Regions from separate parts of the Mus musculus genome. Here region 2 is linked to region 1. The links are chromatin contacts, called in public HiChIP or PLAC-seq maps. All regions are on one chromosome and are shown on one strand. Each heading gives the region's core, a stretch centred on a gene start, on an enhancer-like site or on the middle of the called end of the contact. The rest is flanking DNA. Distances are from core to core; before and after follow the strand shown. Region 1 overlaps Gm12708 (predicted gene 12708). Region 2 overlaps Fggy (FGGY carbohydrate kinase domain containing).

Region 1 (7,528 bases), core at 3,484-5,983:
TCAATACTACATAGCCAAATTACTTAACATTTCATTAATGAATGGAGAATGCAAGCCATACAATACAACAGCTATTTTAAAATGCTTTAGATCTAGCATTTCTATTGGACACAATGTCAACTCATTATAAGCATTACCATCACTAGCAGGCATATGCTTTACGAAGCTGAAGGCTGCAGTTGCCTGTGTAGCCCCAGGCAAATCCTCTGGCAGTACACTTAGCTGAACACCTATTGTCCCTGCACTATCTCCTGTTCTTCCAAGCCCCTTGCCTCACAAGGGTGCTTGGGGTGCCTGGCAGTGGAATTGTGTGGAGCAGAGTGGGACAAGAGTTTGCCTTCCAGCCTAGTTTGCATGCCTGTTTTCTCTTACGCTGGAGTCTCAGTCTCAGACACCAAGCCTGAACCCTGTTGTTCTCCTCTCACTGGCTCTTCCTGCTTTCTCAGCACTTCAACCTCTAGCCACAAACTCTCTAAGTGCATTGCCAACTTTGCAAACCTTTCTAACACAAGAGAATTGAGTAACCCTTCTGAGTTCTCAGCTTTCCTCCCAATCTTTTTCAAAATGATATACATGAAAACTACGAAGCAAAACCAGAAAGCCCCATCTGGAATCAAGGCAGGAAATCACCCAGCAGCAATAGCTGATGTTTTGCCTACCTCCTTAAATAACATTGCTAAACCATCAAACTGCTGATTCCTCTACTACATTAGAAATGAAGTATGAACTTATGCCTAATTTCCATGATGGACACTTAGATATTTTTTTCAAAACTTACTTTATTTAAGGTTCTTAAATGCTTCAACCTCCCTTCTAACCCACCAACCAGAAGTAGGAGGAAAAGAAGGTTAATAGGAAAAGCGTGGTATGGGCCTGCTTAGAAGTAGTTCCGTGAGGTAATTACTCTCTTCATTGTCAGAACATCAGCAATCTAGTTCAATAGCAAACACCAAATACAAATCAGTAGCTGCTGTATGATCCAGTAGAAACAGCAAGGCTCCACTAAATTGGCAGGAGTTAGAAAAAACAGCCAGAATACCCATAAGCACTCAGCAGAGAGGAGGCAGAGAGGTAGAGGGAGAGGGACAAGGACAGGGGGAGGGGAAAGGAGGGGAGAGAGAGAGAGAGAGAGAGAGAGAGAGAGAGAGAGAGAGAGAGAGAGAGAGAGAAACCTATGGGGAAACTCCCATTCAAATCAGCACAGTGGCTTCACCTGAGACACGACACAGAGATGTTTGGAGAAGTTCTTTGGTGTGTTCCTCTCTACAAAGTGAATACTAACAAAGACCAGTGAAAACCAGCGAAGACCAGGAAGCATTGCACAATATAACAATGCAAGAGTGTCCTCTCACAGTTTGTGGGGTTCCATTTATAGTCTTTCTAAATCTCACGTACCCTCTCACGTGTCTGATTTCAGCAAAACATCACATGCCCTCTTACAGGACAGCTCTCCACCCTGCCCCCCCCCAAATCACGTGACACGCTGAGTTGTTAAAGAAACCGGAAATTTCCACTTCAGAAAATGCTCACAGACCATTCTGCTAGAGTTTCTTTCTCCTGGGTGACTAACTATCATATTTAAGCTATAGTTCTTAAGTATGAATTGAGCTGTTGTACCTACTAGCTATAGGGCTATGGAGACATCATCTAATTTCTCTGTGCCTTGGCTTCCTCATCTGTAAATGCATAGTGTGATGGGTATTGTGGGAGTTAAAGGATATGTACAGACATTCCTCACACACTTCTTCAACAATAAGAACAACTAATTATTCCTTTCCAGTGTGGATCATCATGGTAGGGAGTGTGGTACCAAACAGGCTGCCATGGTGCTAGAGCAGTAACTGAGAGCTCCGATTGGATCCACAGATTGCAGACAGAAAGAGATCAATACTGGGTCTGGTGTGGGCTTTTGAAATCTCAAAGCCCCACTGAAAGATCTTGACTGGGCCTCCACATTCCACATTGCTCTCAGCACTACTATCTTCCATGATCCCCTGGATCACCCATTAAGATACATTTAAAGTGCTCAATTGCCTCCCTAGTCCAAAGTCCCAAAATCTGCCAAATTTCTCCAACAAAGTGCACTATCAGGTCTGCCACAGCATCAAGCCACTTCTGTATTAGTTAGTGTTATATTGCTGTGAGATAACACCCTGACTAAGGCATGTTATAAAGGAAAGCATTTAATGGGGGTTTTGCTTACAATTTTAGAGGGTTAGTCCATGATCATCATGGCAGGAAGCATAGTAACAGACAGGAAGGTATGCCACTGGAGCAGTAGCTGACTGCTTACATCTGACCTATAAGTACTTGGGGGGGGGGTGCTGCTAGAAGGCCACACCTCCTAATCTTTCCTAAACCAACTGGAAACCAAACATTAAATATGTGAGTCTATGGGGCAGTGCTCATTAAAAGTGATTTCACCTTAAGCACATAGATGCTTGGAAAAATGTGCCCTTAGACACTAGTTCCAATGACTGGGCAGGTGACCCAGGCTGGCAGCCAGGAAACAAGCACTGTTCTATCCACCCAGAACATTCTACCAGTTCTTTTTAGTCTCTTCTCCTGAGGTGATTACCAGTCAGGGGATTTATGACAGACCTTGAATTGGCTTCTAACCTGTTGGGAGATGATACGTGCTCTGCCCGGGTGTCAAATCATGTCTCAGGTGCTTCATGGGCTCTGATAGAGTCTTGGTTACTTTCCTACCAGGGTGATGAGGATAGAAAGGATCTTCCTAGGATCAGAAAAGCCTTCTCTGGGTTTTAAAGCATGGGCAGGCACTTTGTACACAGTTAAAGAACATTTGAGACAAAGGCTACATCATGGCCGCAGACCTGGAGGTGAGGGTCAGCTGTCACAGCAAGAGGAATGACAAAAGTTTTATATAGTGAAGACAAAAGGAAAGGAGATGGAGGCCAGGAGCTTCTTCTTACTCCCTTTGTGCCTTGGGTTACTAATTCCCATTTTGTAGATAAAAGATCCGGGTCTTAGAATGGTGGTGAATACCCCAAGGTCATGCCACTGAACCGTGTGTTCAGCACAAATCTGTCAGGTGACCAGGTCCAGGTTCAGCACAGGGTCTGTCAAGAGAGAGGCTTGGGCTGTGGCTTCTCTTTGTCCTTACTTGTGATCCCATGATCCAACTTTTCTATTTCTGACAATGCCTATTTATCTCTACTGTGGGCTGCATCTTTAACCAGGTATGGAGCAACATCCTCTCTAGAGCTTTGGCCTCACTAAGATGCCCTCTAGTCGAGGGAAAAAGAAGGTTTGGGTATAAATGCTCATGGTAATTTAACTGAAATAAATTGAAATGAGGAGGGTGAATGTTGGCGTTTGCTCTTACTAGGTCTTCCATGCAGCACACATCAAGTCTTGCAAAAGAGAAGTTCCCAGCTGTCCTGCCCCAGAAATGCCAGGCCAGCTGTCCCTGGACTACAGAAGTATCTGGGAGGCAAAGTTCAGCATCACCTGACAGGCGTGACAATTATGAAACTCACCTCCACCCCAGAGCATATTGCACCACCAATGCCACCCAGGCATGGCTTCAAATGTCCTTCTTCCCAAAGACTTGTGACTAGGAAGTATGATTGCCCTTTGATAGATGCTAATAATAGCCCTTACTCTGCTCTTTTTTTTTTAAATAACAATGGACTTCGAAACATGTGATGGCAGGCAGTCACATCAGCTGACTGTCCCTTGGGTAAACTTCCTTGGGAAGCTGAAGCCCAGCATCCTGGGAGCTTCCAGGACCCTTTAAGAATAACAGAGGCAGAAATGCACTCAATATGAACATAGTCTTGGTGCTAGGCATGCCCAAAACTTATTTAAATGAAATAAAGGTTGCACACTCAGGCATGACATGAAACTGAACACTTCCGTGTACTGTCAGCCAGGCTACTTACTTCCAAACCCCTGCCTTGCCTGCCTTACGGAAGCTTCTGGTCATTGTTGGTATGTTGTCTAGGCTCTGCCCCACAGTTACCTGGCAACAGCTAGTTGTGCCTGACTTCACTATGAAAGGAGCTGCTTGCCCCCTCCTCACCCTCTTGCTCTCTTGTTCCTTTCTCTTCCTCTCTTGCTCCTGCTCCTTATCCCCATTCCCCTCCCCCTTCTCTCTCCAGTACTCATGCTCACTTGCTCCCTCTCCCACTCCCCACCCCCCTCTCTCTGTCTCAAATCCCATCCTCATGCCTGGAATAAACTTTATTCTATACTACACCATCGTGTGGTTGGTACCTCACGGGGGAAGGGATGCCTCAGCATGGGCCCACAGAGGCACCCCCTTCCCCCACACCATACTGCCCCTTTCAGCACACATATTCCTTCCTTTTCTCTATCTCCTTCCTTCTCTCTATCTTTGTATAAAACACAACAGTCATAAGAAACTAAGCCAATTAGATGACATGCTGGGAGTTCTGAGTAAATGAGAGTGAGGAGAGAGGTGGGTCTCACTAAGCTTCCAAGCAAGTATAAGACAAGTCAGGTTTGAAGTCACTGCCTGCTGACCCCAGTGTCTCTTTATTCTTCATGCTCTCATCTTGTTAGAATCACATTATCTTTGTTACCTTTCTTTTGCTGTGATAAGACACCATAACCAAGTCTAATTATAGAAGAAGGAGTTCAAAGGGGGTTTACAGAGTTACAGGGTTAGAGTCTATTGTATGAGGAACATGGTAACAGTCAGGCAGGCATGGTGCTAGAGCAGTAGCTGAGAGGCTGCATCTTAATTCACAGCATGAGACAAAAAAGGAACTAACTAGGAATGGTATAGGCCTTTGAAACTTCACAGCCCACCCCCAGTGACACAGCAACAGCACCACACCACTTAATCTTTCCCAAAAGGTTCTACCCACTAGGGCTGAAATATTCAAACATATGGGGCCTGTGGAGGCCATTCTCATTCAAACTACGACAATGCACTTGCTAACACAGAATTGCTGGATCTGAACATTGGCTTGCCCTGGACAAGGCAGGTGGAAAGGACAGAATGGCAGTCCTGAGCTGACAGCTGCCCAGTTATGTACTTTCATGACTTCCTATAAAGGCTTTCTGTTTTCAATCTTCCCTTCAAAACTAGGCTCTCCTCCTTCATCCTGTGGTCCTCAACTTTGTGGGTCATGACCCCTACAGAGGTTGCATATCAGATATTTACATTAGGATTCAGAACTGGAGTAGTATTACAGTTATGAAGTAGCAATGAAATAATTTTATGATTGGGGATCACCACAACATGAGAAACTATATTAAAAGGTCACAGCACTAAGAAAGTTGAGAACCGCTGGTTGAGACCCTCAGGTTTCTATCTCAATTTATTTTCTCCAATGATCACCAAGCTGCCTCGGGATAGAGCCATACATTCTGTAGCCCTGCATGCCCAGCACCTAGCTCAGTTTTCTGTTTATATTTTGTCTTAATGGAGGAATCTCACTTACTTAACACTCAATGTTCTAAATAATTGAAAACTCTAGCCATATAAGCATATATTCAGACTTGCTGAAGGTGGCTTCAGGAGGCATTTGGAGACTTGCTCCCATGTAAGGCAAGCAATTTCCCCTTTGTCCAGGCTTGGGTCTGGCCTGGACTCTATGCTGAATCTTGCCAACCTTGGGCAGGCATCCTACTTGGGTTTTGTTTTAGCTGCCACTTTCCTTCTCCTTCTCCTTCTCCTTCTCCTTCTCCTTCTCCTTCTCCTTCTCCTTCTCCTTCTCCTTCTCCTTCTCCTTCTCCTTCTCCTTCTCCTCCTTCTCCTTCTTCTCCTTCTTCTCCTTCTCCTTCTTCTCCTTCTCCTTCTCCTCCTCCTCCTCCTCCTCCACCTCCTCCTTCTCCTTCTCCTTCTTCTTCTCCTCCTTCTTCTTCTCTCCTCCTTCTTCTTCTACAACTACTACTTCTCCTCCTTTTTTCTTCTATCACACCTACTTCTCCTGCTTCTCCTCTTCCCCTCTTACCTTTCTCTTCCTCTTTCCTCTTCTCTTCCTCTCCTTGTTCCTCTCCTTTTTCTTCTTCTCCCTCTCATTTTTTTAATTAGAATGAACTACAGGTTCTTAAACCCCTCTCCAAACAAAACTCTCATTTTATCTCACCTGCTCACAGGCCATACAAATTGCATAAATGTAGCCAGAAGTCCTATAAAAAAGTTATCAAAGAGCAGATTCCTTCTAGGAGGAAATAAGAGGAAGTTCGGGAAGGACTGAGTCTGGAGATTATGGTGCAGGCTAGACTTGTTCCCTCTAAGCAGGCTGTATCTGATGACCTCTGATAGATGACTTCCAAGAACAAGGAGGCAAGGACAATACAGGGCAAAGAGGTACATGAGATGGAGAGCTATGCTCAAATATACCTTCATCCTCTACCAGCAGGCTGGAGGCAGACCTTACTTCTCTGTGCCTTATGCCTCTTCTATGGACTGGCTCCTACCTGCCTTGCAGGGCCCATTTAGTTTTGAAAGAATTTCTGCATGAGATGGAGGGGTGTTTCAGTGACTGAACACCAACCTTAGAACTGGAAGATCTCACCTGAGACCCAACCCTGAACCATCTCCATTCTATCCCACCCATGCCTCCACCATGACTTCCCCTTTGCCTAGGTTTGCAGGCACCCATGATGGAGCTGTCACTACTCCAGAATTCTTTCTTGGACTGAAAAAGTTGTCTGAATCTCCAGAGCCTTTTTCCTTTTAGTGCTTTCCAGTGTGGCCACTGAAAACAAGGCTGGGCCCCCACCCCAATGCAGCCTTCCTCAGGAAAGAAGAAAGCTTTCAGCTATCCTGGTGAGGCCCATAGAATTCTTGAGGCTTTAGTTGGGTTTCTACAGAAACCTATTCAAGTATAAAGAAAAGAAGACTGGTGTGTTGTCAGCCCCTCGGCATCCCTTTGGTCCACACCCATGGATTCAACCAACTGTGAGTTGAAATTATTGCTGTATAAGGAAGAAAAAAAAAACCCTTGCATTTGTATGGAATTCATACAAAGTTTTTCTCTTGATTGTTTATTGAACAATAGAGTATAACAAATGTTAACAAAGCATTCAGGTTGTTGTAAGATTATGAGTAACCTGGGGATTGTGTAAGATATAACAGAGGTTGTGCGAGGGGTAATGTAGGCAAATACTTCCCCATTTTGAAAGAAAGTTTAGCATCAGCAGGCTTGGGGGGTTGGGTGGGTGCATATGGGCAACTATGAGTGATTATGTTAGCACACATCAAAGATACCCTTTGGAAGGTCCAGGAAGGCTTCATAGGGGAAGTGAGATTTAAACCAAGTAGGAGCTGTTGAGTGCTTGTGTAGACACCTCTGGGCAGTCATGTCAAAACTGAGATGCAAGCATAGGCCTTCATTGTTACGGCAAGAGGGGACAGGTGACCCAGCAAGGGACTTGTGGCAGTCTACCATCATTCTCAAGCTTTCAGTTCTTTCTTGCTAAAATCTACCCCTGGGCTGTTTCCTCTTCTGCTGGGGCTCGTATCACACAGCACATTTTCCCATTAACCTCATAAAAAAACCGAGTTGCAGCCTCCCTGAGGGCT
Region 2 (7,528 bases), core at 2,026-4,525, 640 kb before region 1:
TCAAATCCATTAAGAAAGGGATGTTTTCACACTTCTGAACATCCTCGGCCTTTCCAAACCTCCAGAAGTTCAAGCAGACAGAATTTTATTTTACAAACTGAAAAACAGGCATTCATGGTGATAGCAAGGTCAACAGGACTCAAATCTCAGAAAGTTGATACTCCCCCCCCCAACACACACACACACACATACACACACACACACACACACACACACACACACACACACACACACACACACACACACAGAGAGAGAGAGAGAGAGAGAGAGAGAGACAGAGACAGAGACAGAGACAGAGACAGAGAGACAGAGATGTTTATACATAGACAAGAAATTTGAAGCACATCATAATTGAACTATGTGGCTCTAAATGAGGTAAATTTTATGCAAAAGACTGGGAGGGATGGCTTAAGCAAGCAAGAAGGGCCATTTGTAAAGCTTGACCTAGGGGTGGGCTGTCGTCCTCAGCAATGGTCTATCCTGTGGACACACACTAAAGAGGGTTGAGTGGCTGTCATTTGCAGGTAGGTGTTAGTTGGGGAGAAGCAGGAGTCTGGTGGGAGCTAATGGCAGTTCAGTGCCAGCACAGTCAGTAGCTGATGGGGACACCCCTCCAGTGGTGGGGTGGTGGAGAGGCTTCTAAGGACCTGGGTCATTTCCTCACACCCACACGACATTTACAGTGGCCATATGTGTTTGTTAGGCACCCATCACTGTCCCTTTTGCATAAATTTGTCTTGGGATCTTCAATCCTCTGCTTTGTAGGGAAAGGTTGGGAAAGGGAGAGGGCAGTTTAAGATAAATAGCACTCCTGGAATGAAAGCTTGTGGAACAAAACTTGCTTCTACTTAAGATAAAAAAAAGAAATACACAAAGTTAATGACCTCTGCAGGAGGTCTGAAGAAAGCAGCCACTGGAAAGGCACTTTATGTCTGTCTCCACTATGTGGTTGTTTTTTCTTTCACAACTTCCTGAAACTAGCTTCTTGTTTTATAATATATTTATATCTATATAGATAGATATAAATAGATTATATTTAATCATATATTTATTATTTATATTTAATTATTTTATAAATAAATATATTGTATATTTATATGTCCTATATAAATATATAATATATTAAAATTAAACTTATATATTTTAATTTTCATAGTATTATATTTTGCTACCAACTTCAAATGATATGTTTTGTGTTTCCTAGATATGCAGGGGATTATTTTGTAGCGCAGTGATACTGAGTGACACTTCATCAGCCAAGGCCATATGATTTCATACATACAAATAAGAGAATGGATAAGACTCCCTTCTACCTGTCCCTTGACACAGCTCAACATCTGGACTTTGATCCCAAGAGTAGCATACCTGTTTCCTGTTTTTGCAGCATTAAGCTGCGACATACAGATGGCATGACTTTCCTTGGGTGGAGCCAGACTGGAGGCTTCCTGAAGGACAGTTCATTAGGATACTCTTCAACCTTTATTCTTGAGTCCCTCATTTAAAAAGGGAATACTGAGAAGATATGGAAGGGTAGGAAAGGGTCAGAGAAGAGGGGCAAAGCCCTTGACGCTGAAACTCTGCATGGAGGAAAGAGCAGGGGGCATGAGAAAAGAATTGCCCCTATGTGCCAGCGCACGTGATAGCAATGGAACCTGGACTCAGCCCCTCTCTCTAACACTACTCTTGTAAAGTTCACCCATTCTCTTTTTCCTTTAGCTGACTAAATCCTCTCAGATTTCTGGTATGTAGAAGTTAGCAGTAACTTCTAGTAAAACCATTATTATGGCTCCCTTTGATCCACTGGTATTGGAAAAGGAAGGTATAAGCTCTACCCAAGCCTGATGTCACTCATGGCCACAGGAAATCGGGACAGGTTCTCTTCAAGCACATATAAGCTCTTTCTCTAATTTTCCAACCATGTCTTCTTCAACCCATGATCTTAGCCCTTCCTTTATCTGAAGGAGATGACCCTGGCAGTGTTTTCGGAGTCAGCCTATCTAGGTAAGATCCATCAACCATGACAGCTGAGGGAACTGGGTATCTGGCAGGAAGCACTCATCTTTCTTAGGCCCTGTGAGGACCAAGCTAGAATCTTGGAAGTTCTAAGAAAAGTCTGTGTTGAAGTTTAGGCTGAAAAGTATGAATCACAGACAGGATCATCTTGTGGAGTCTAAGCTAGTCTCAGGCTTGGTGAGCTCCATTTGCTTCTTTTTGGAGGAAATAAGAAGAATGCCAAGTGCATGTATTTATATTTCCAAAGCAGCTCCAGATGCAATCACACTAATGCCACTGCCTCCAGACTGGACCTTTTAGAGACAATTCATCACTACAGTCAGCCCATCCAATGACAATTAGTTGCACATATTATTTCGTATTGAGTAATTGATTAGTTTTTGTTTTGTGTATAGATTGAATGCATAGGTTTATGCATAGGCACCACCCCTGTTCAGGTACTCCCAGAAGCCAGAGAGGGCAGTAGACTCCCTGGTACCGGAGTTACAGATGATAACTCCACAGATGAACCACCTAATGTACTGGAAATTGGATGCAGGTCCTCTGGAAGAGCTGTGAAGTGCTTTAAGCACCAAGCCACATGCCCAGCTCCATTCTTAAACTGGAAATGGGCTTCTGCCACTGGAAGTTTCTAATGGTCTGTGTTTGTAAGTTTTCTGGGTCTCTCTTACAGGCCATGAAAGGGTATTATATGCATTAGGAGAGCTATACTAAAGAACTTAGCACAGGGTCTGCCACACTAGGCAGTCACAGCAAATTGAATTCTAATTATTGGGGTACTGTTAGAACACCTGGTTTGTCACTTAACACTGGGGCATGCGGGCAAGTGGTTGAAGTGCCTGGTTCTCAGCTGGTAGCTGGGGGTCTGACTTTCTTCCAGCTCTATACTGGCTGTTTCATGAGCTTGGCCAAGAGCTAGTACTCTGCTTCCAGGATTGGCTCAGCAACCAAGGATGTGTTCTACAGTGTCTAATATCTGCTCTACAAACCTCATCAGCCCAAGAGGACTACCAAAGCTCCAAGCATCAGATCTCACAAAAAAAAAAAAAAAAAAAAAAAAAAAAAGAAAAGAAAAGAAAAGAAAAAAGAAAAGAAAAGAAAAGAAAAGAAAAGAAAAGAAAAGAAAAGAAAGAGAAAAGATACAAGAGGAGAGGAAGATTGCCTAACTTCCCCATTTCTAAAATGGGGATACGAGAGCTGTGGTGGGGACTATATACGCTCAACCGAGCCATAGGAGAATTTACAAGCCAGCTACTGGCCACTGTTAGAGTTAGGGAAGTACAAGTGCAGAGGAGATGGTTGAGTCCTCAGAGTTTGCGTGTAGGGAGGCCAGCATTTGAGACCAAAAGGTCTAACTGCAGAGCCTGACTGTCATCATAGTCTACCTTATACTCATTTTTTAAAAGGATTTTTGTTGTTGTTATCATTTTAATGCTGGGAGCCTTTAACAACCTCTAGCATGTACAACATCTTTTGTTATTTCACATCAGGAAAAGCTTGTCTCTTACCAGAAACTAGGATGCTTCCTCTTTTTGAAAATAAGAATTATGCAATTTATCATGCTTTTTTTTTTTTTTTTTTTTTTTTTTTTGTCTTGGCTGCCAGGAAGCTCAGAGCAAAATCGTGTACTCAAATCACCACCACCAAATTGTTTCCGGCTTCCTAAACTTTGTTCCTTCTTTTTATTTTTAATTCTTTTTTTTTTTCCCCTCACCAACACTTTCTTTTGTGTTTCTTGTTGGCCCAGGCTTCAAAGGTATTTGGAAAGTGATGCAGATGAAATAAACAAATAAAACACTGAAGCCCATGTGGAAAACCAATATTTTGAGCATCAACTCTTTCACTTGATCAAAGGAAAATGGCCAAGCAGAAACTGAAGCTAAATAATGTAGGAGCTCCTATAAAGAGAGAGAAGCAGAACAATTCACATGAACAGAGGTGAAACCAAAGGGAGGCCACAGTGACTACGTCAGAGGCGGCGAGTGCCTGTGATTCTCTGGCTGCAACCTATCATTCCCTAATTATATCCTGTATGTGTTTTGCAAGCTGTGAGCTGCTGTCAAGAGGACAGACAGCCTCAGACAGGGCAGGGACCACAGCCACCCATGGATCCTAACATACCTGCACAGAAGTGAAGTCCCCTGAGGCACAGGCACCCAGAATAGCAGCTCCCACGAGGACAGACTCCACCTCTTGTGACAGGACCACAGGCATGCCTGCACAGGACAAAGTCATACCTTGGTTAACAGTAGAACCAGGGCTGTGAGGAGCCAGCAAACACCTCTGGAGGCAAACCCGCTGATGTCAAAGCAGCAGTACTTTATACCTCCCCGAAGTCCCCAGTCCTTGGGATTTGGGTTTTGGGAGATTTCTCTGCCTTGTGATGGCCAGTGTACCAGCCACAAGCCTCAAGGTGGCCAATACCATACCTATCAACTTGTAAGGCTTTGGCACCCAGGTTCCTGGTTTACCTCTAACTTTATCACATGTTTTGCTGGGCCCAGTAAAGGCTGAAATGAAAGGCTGTTCCCTGCTAATCCAGTCTCAGATGGGCTGATGGATACAGGCCATGGAAGGGCTGGTTCTCTGACTCATCTCCAGTACAAGCCATAATCCTTAGATAGTCTGGTAAGACCCTTACCATCTGGCTTCTCTTTTTCCTAGCCACCACATGAACCTACTTTCCTTGTGATTTCTTGAGTTGGTTTCAGAGCTCTTCCAGATGTCCATGTAACTGGCTCTTCACCACAGTACAAATGCAACCCTAGCTTTCCTTGGTCACTGTGTTTAGAACGATGAGACAACTTCATTGCTCCTTCTGTGCTCCTATATCCCCCACCCCCTTTTCTACCATGTGGTTTCCTTACTTAGTCCTGCACCTTGCCCTGCAACTGACATTACATGAGGCTAGGGGCTCCATTCTGTCTACCACCATGTCTCTGACACTTAGAGCAGGGTCCAAGCCATCAATTAACTGGTGAGAGAATGAGTCTCTGAGCCAGCGGTTGACAGTAACATGGGACTGAAACAGTCATGTGACTGAAATGTCATGCGAAGGTAAGTAGGTATCCACCAGGCGCAAAGAATCCGCCTACATGACAAGTGCCAAGGTTGAAGATCCATGTGGATTTCACAGGCAGTTCTGGTTCCTTACGTGATTTACACCTCTGCTTCTTCACTCAGTTCACAGTGTGATCCTAAGTTAGGATCTCCACCCCTCTGTACCTCAGTTTCCTGATCTGAAGGATGGGGATAAAATTCCACCTACTTTCACAGGATGACATGATTTTCTAATCAATAGATGACGGGAAATGCCACAGAGGAAAGGTCTGCAGCAGAAAGGCTTCCTTTAGACAAAGGCTACAGCCCTCTTCTTGCCTCTCTAGGGAAGCCCACTTAGTATCTTACCTATCTCCTCCAGTTCAGGTCAGCTCTAGCCATCCCCCTACACAGACAGTTGGTAAACAGAATCCTTCTGACATCTTAGAGGACTTGAAGAATTATAACAGAACCTGCTTCTCACTGTGCTACTAAGCCACCAGGAAAAGTGACAGATCTGAGAGAGGCTCAGGCCTGGCTTCCTCCCTGCTTTCTTTCTTTTGGAGTCCTTCCCCATCTCTTTAATGCCTTCAGCCCTGGTAACCTCCGGGCCAGTGGATGACACAGTGGACATGAAACTTAAATAAACATTTGAAGATAGGGATCCTACTTGGAAAGTTCTACAGATGAAATGGTTCCTTTAGACAAAGGCCACAGTTCCCTTCCCTCCTCTTCTAAGGAGGCTCATTTGCTAACTTACCTAGCTCCTCCAGGTCAGGTCAGCTCCCACCCCCTTACAGACAGCCAGGAAACAGAAATCAAATAGGGACCAGGCTCACTGCACAGGTGCACTGTGTGGGCTGGTGACAGCGCACTCAGGTGGAGCTCCCATGTTTGCATTCTGTGTGAAGCCCTGGGGACATGGTGGCTGTTACTGTTAGACTCAACATGGCCAAGAACAAAGGCTCTGTATGGATGTCATGGGAGCTGGAGAGCAGAGCTTCGAGGAAGGAAAAAGACAGATACCAGGCCACAAAGAAAGGTACTGGTGGCTCAGCCAGAAATCATACTACACGCTGTGTAAATCTGTTACCACTCAGGCCTCCTATTGATAGAGAACTGGGTTTTTTTGTTTGTTTGTTTTGTTTTGTTTTGTTTTAAGACACTCTTCCAAACATTGTTCATCTTCAGCTCTTCACAATAGACCCACAACTTCACAATTTCTGAGTAGGAAGGAATGAGTCCTAGGCTGCTCCCTTAGACAGTAGAGGCCAGGGGAACCCCCTAGTAGCTCCTCATTAGCTCTCACTCTTGAATTGGCTTGCCAGAGTTTGAATTCTGGCTTCCTTGCTGACACAGCTGTGCAATATTAGACAGGTTGTTTAACCATTTCTTACCTCTGTTTTCTCATTTGCAAAGTGCCCTCTGGTTAAAACTGAACTAAGCTCCTATCTTGGGCTGGGTCCCTCCAGTTCCTCATCCCTAAGCCTAGGGAATAGAAATAGGTTAGCAGCTATGGGGGTCTTCCTGGCTGCCTAGGTTTTCCTTACCTCTGTAAATAAACCCTTTATTCAAGTTGGCCAAGTTTAAGTAAGCTTACCTTTCCTGCCTGGCCTGTCACCTCTGATCTCCGGGTCTCTATTATATTCTTCTGCACACTGGTCAGAAGACAATGGAAACTTTGCTGTTTGGTAATGGACTTCTTGGAGACATCTTGTTCTTTGTATCCTCAAGCCAAGTACTTGACAGCCTGTGTACCCAGGGGGTGCTTGTGAGTGTTGGCGGGAGGAGGGGTGTTGGGGGGTAAAGAACTAAAAGTCAGAATAGTGAGACAGGAAGAAGGAAACCCTAGAGAAACTGCCAGCCCTAAAAAAGCACAATTTACAAGACTGAACATTTAGTCCCAAGTCTGCAGGACGGTTACAGTTACTTGGTACACGCATGCAGACTGTTTTTGGAAATCACAGTTAAGTCCATGGCCAGGGTACAGGAAGTGCCTCTGGTGCCCAAGTCATTTCCCAAGGTGGTACAGCCCATATTTCCTGCCTTAATAAAGCCTGCTTTTCCTAACCTGGCCAAAATTGCTTATAAAATCTTAAACTCTTTTTCTCCACCATGCCTTCTCCTTTTGGGGCATAGGGCTGCCTGGAGGGAGGAAGTGAAGCAACAGGCTAGGATCACTCCCTATGAGCTCCAAGAACCTAGAACTCAATTCCCCAGAGTGGTCTACATGAGGTAGACAACAACGTTGTGGTTTTTTTCAGAAGAGGGACCCCAGGCTCTCACAAGTAAAGTGACTTCCTCTACGTCAGACAGCTGGCCTGCTGATCTTTCCACTACTCGGCTCTGCAATTTTTCATGCGGATGTCTGAGGATTTCATACTATGCTGTGTTTTGCTCTACATTGTTCTGGACAGGGAAAGCAGCGCAATTGTAGTGCTTAAAGGTACCAGGGCCTCACCTTTCCCCAGGCTTC

Evidence for each region. HiChIP or PLAC-seq counts read pairs in DNA pulled down with a chosen protein or histone mark.
Region 2: a contact with region 1 is called in an H3K27ac HiChIP or PLAC-seq map of the HPC-7 cell line, with 7 times the contacts expected there. The contact joins two enhancer-like sites. A contact is called at or near these places in 2 of 484 Hi-C or Micro-C datasets (bone marrow-derived macrophages and peritoneal macrophages) and 4 of 115 datasets of contacts at active chromatin or transcription factors (the HPC-7 cell line, bone marrow-derived macrophages, embryonic basal ganglia and 1 more).

Annotation. Positions count from the first base shown.
Region 1 is chr4:95,209,181-95,216,708 of GRCm38.p6, reverse strand. Gm12708 (predicted gene 12708) reads right to left here. Exons shown (of 4, transcript NR_166673.1): 4 at 6,975-7,528. Among named protein-coding and RNA genes, the nearest start is that of Gm32240, 5.0 kb to the right of the region's middle. Within about 2 kb of position 4,733, at least 22 of the 459 cell types and tissues checked have an H3K27ac peak or open chromatin away from gene starts, as enhancers often do. A contact at or near this core is called in the HPC-7 cell line, where this site is marked.
Region 2 is chr4:95,846,283-95,853,810 of GRCm38.p6, reverse strand. It overlaps Fggy (FGGY carbohydrate kinase domain containing), which reads right to left. Exons shown (of 16, transcript NM_001113412.1): 14 at 4,135-4,229. Among named protein-coding and RNA genes, the nearest start is that of Hook1, 120 kb to the left of the region's middle. Within about 2 kb of position 3,275, at least 89 of the 459 cell types and tissues checked have an H3K27ac peak or open chromatin away from gene starts, as enhancers often do. A contact at or near this core is called in the HPC-7 cell line, where this site is marked.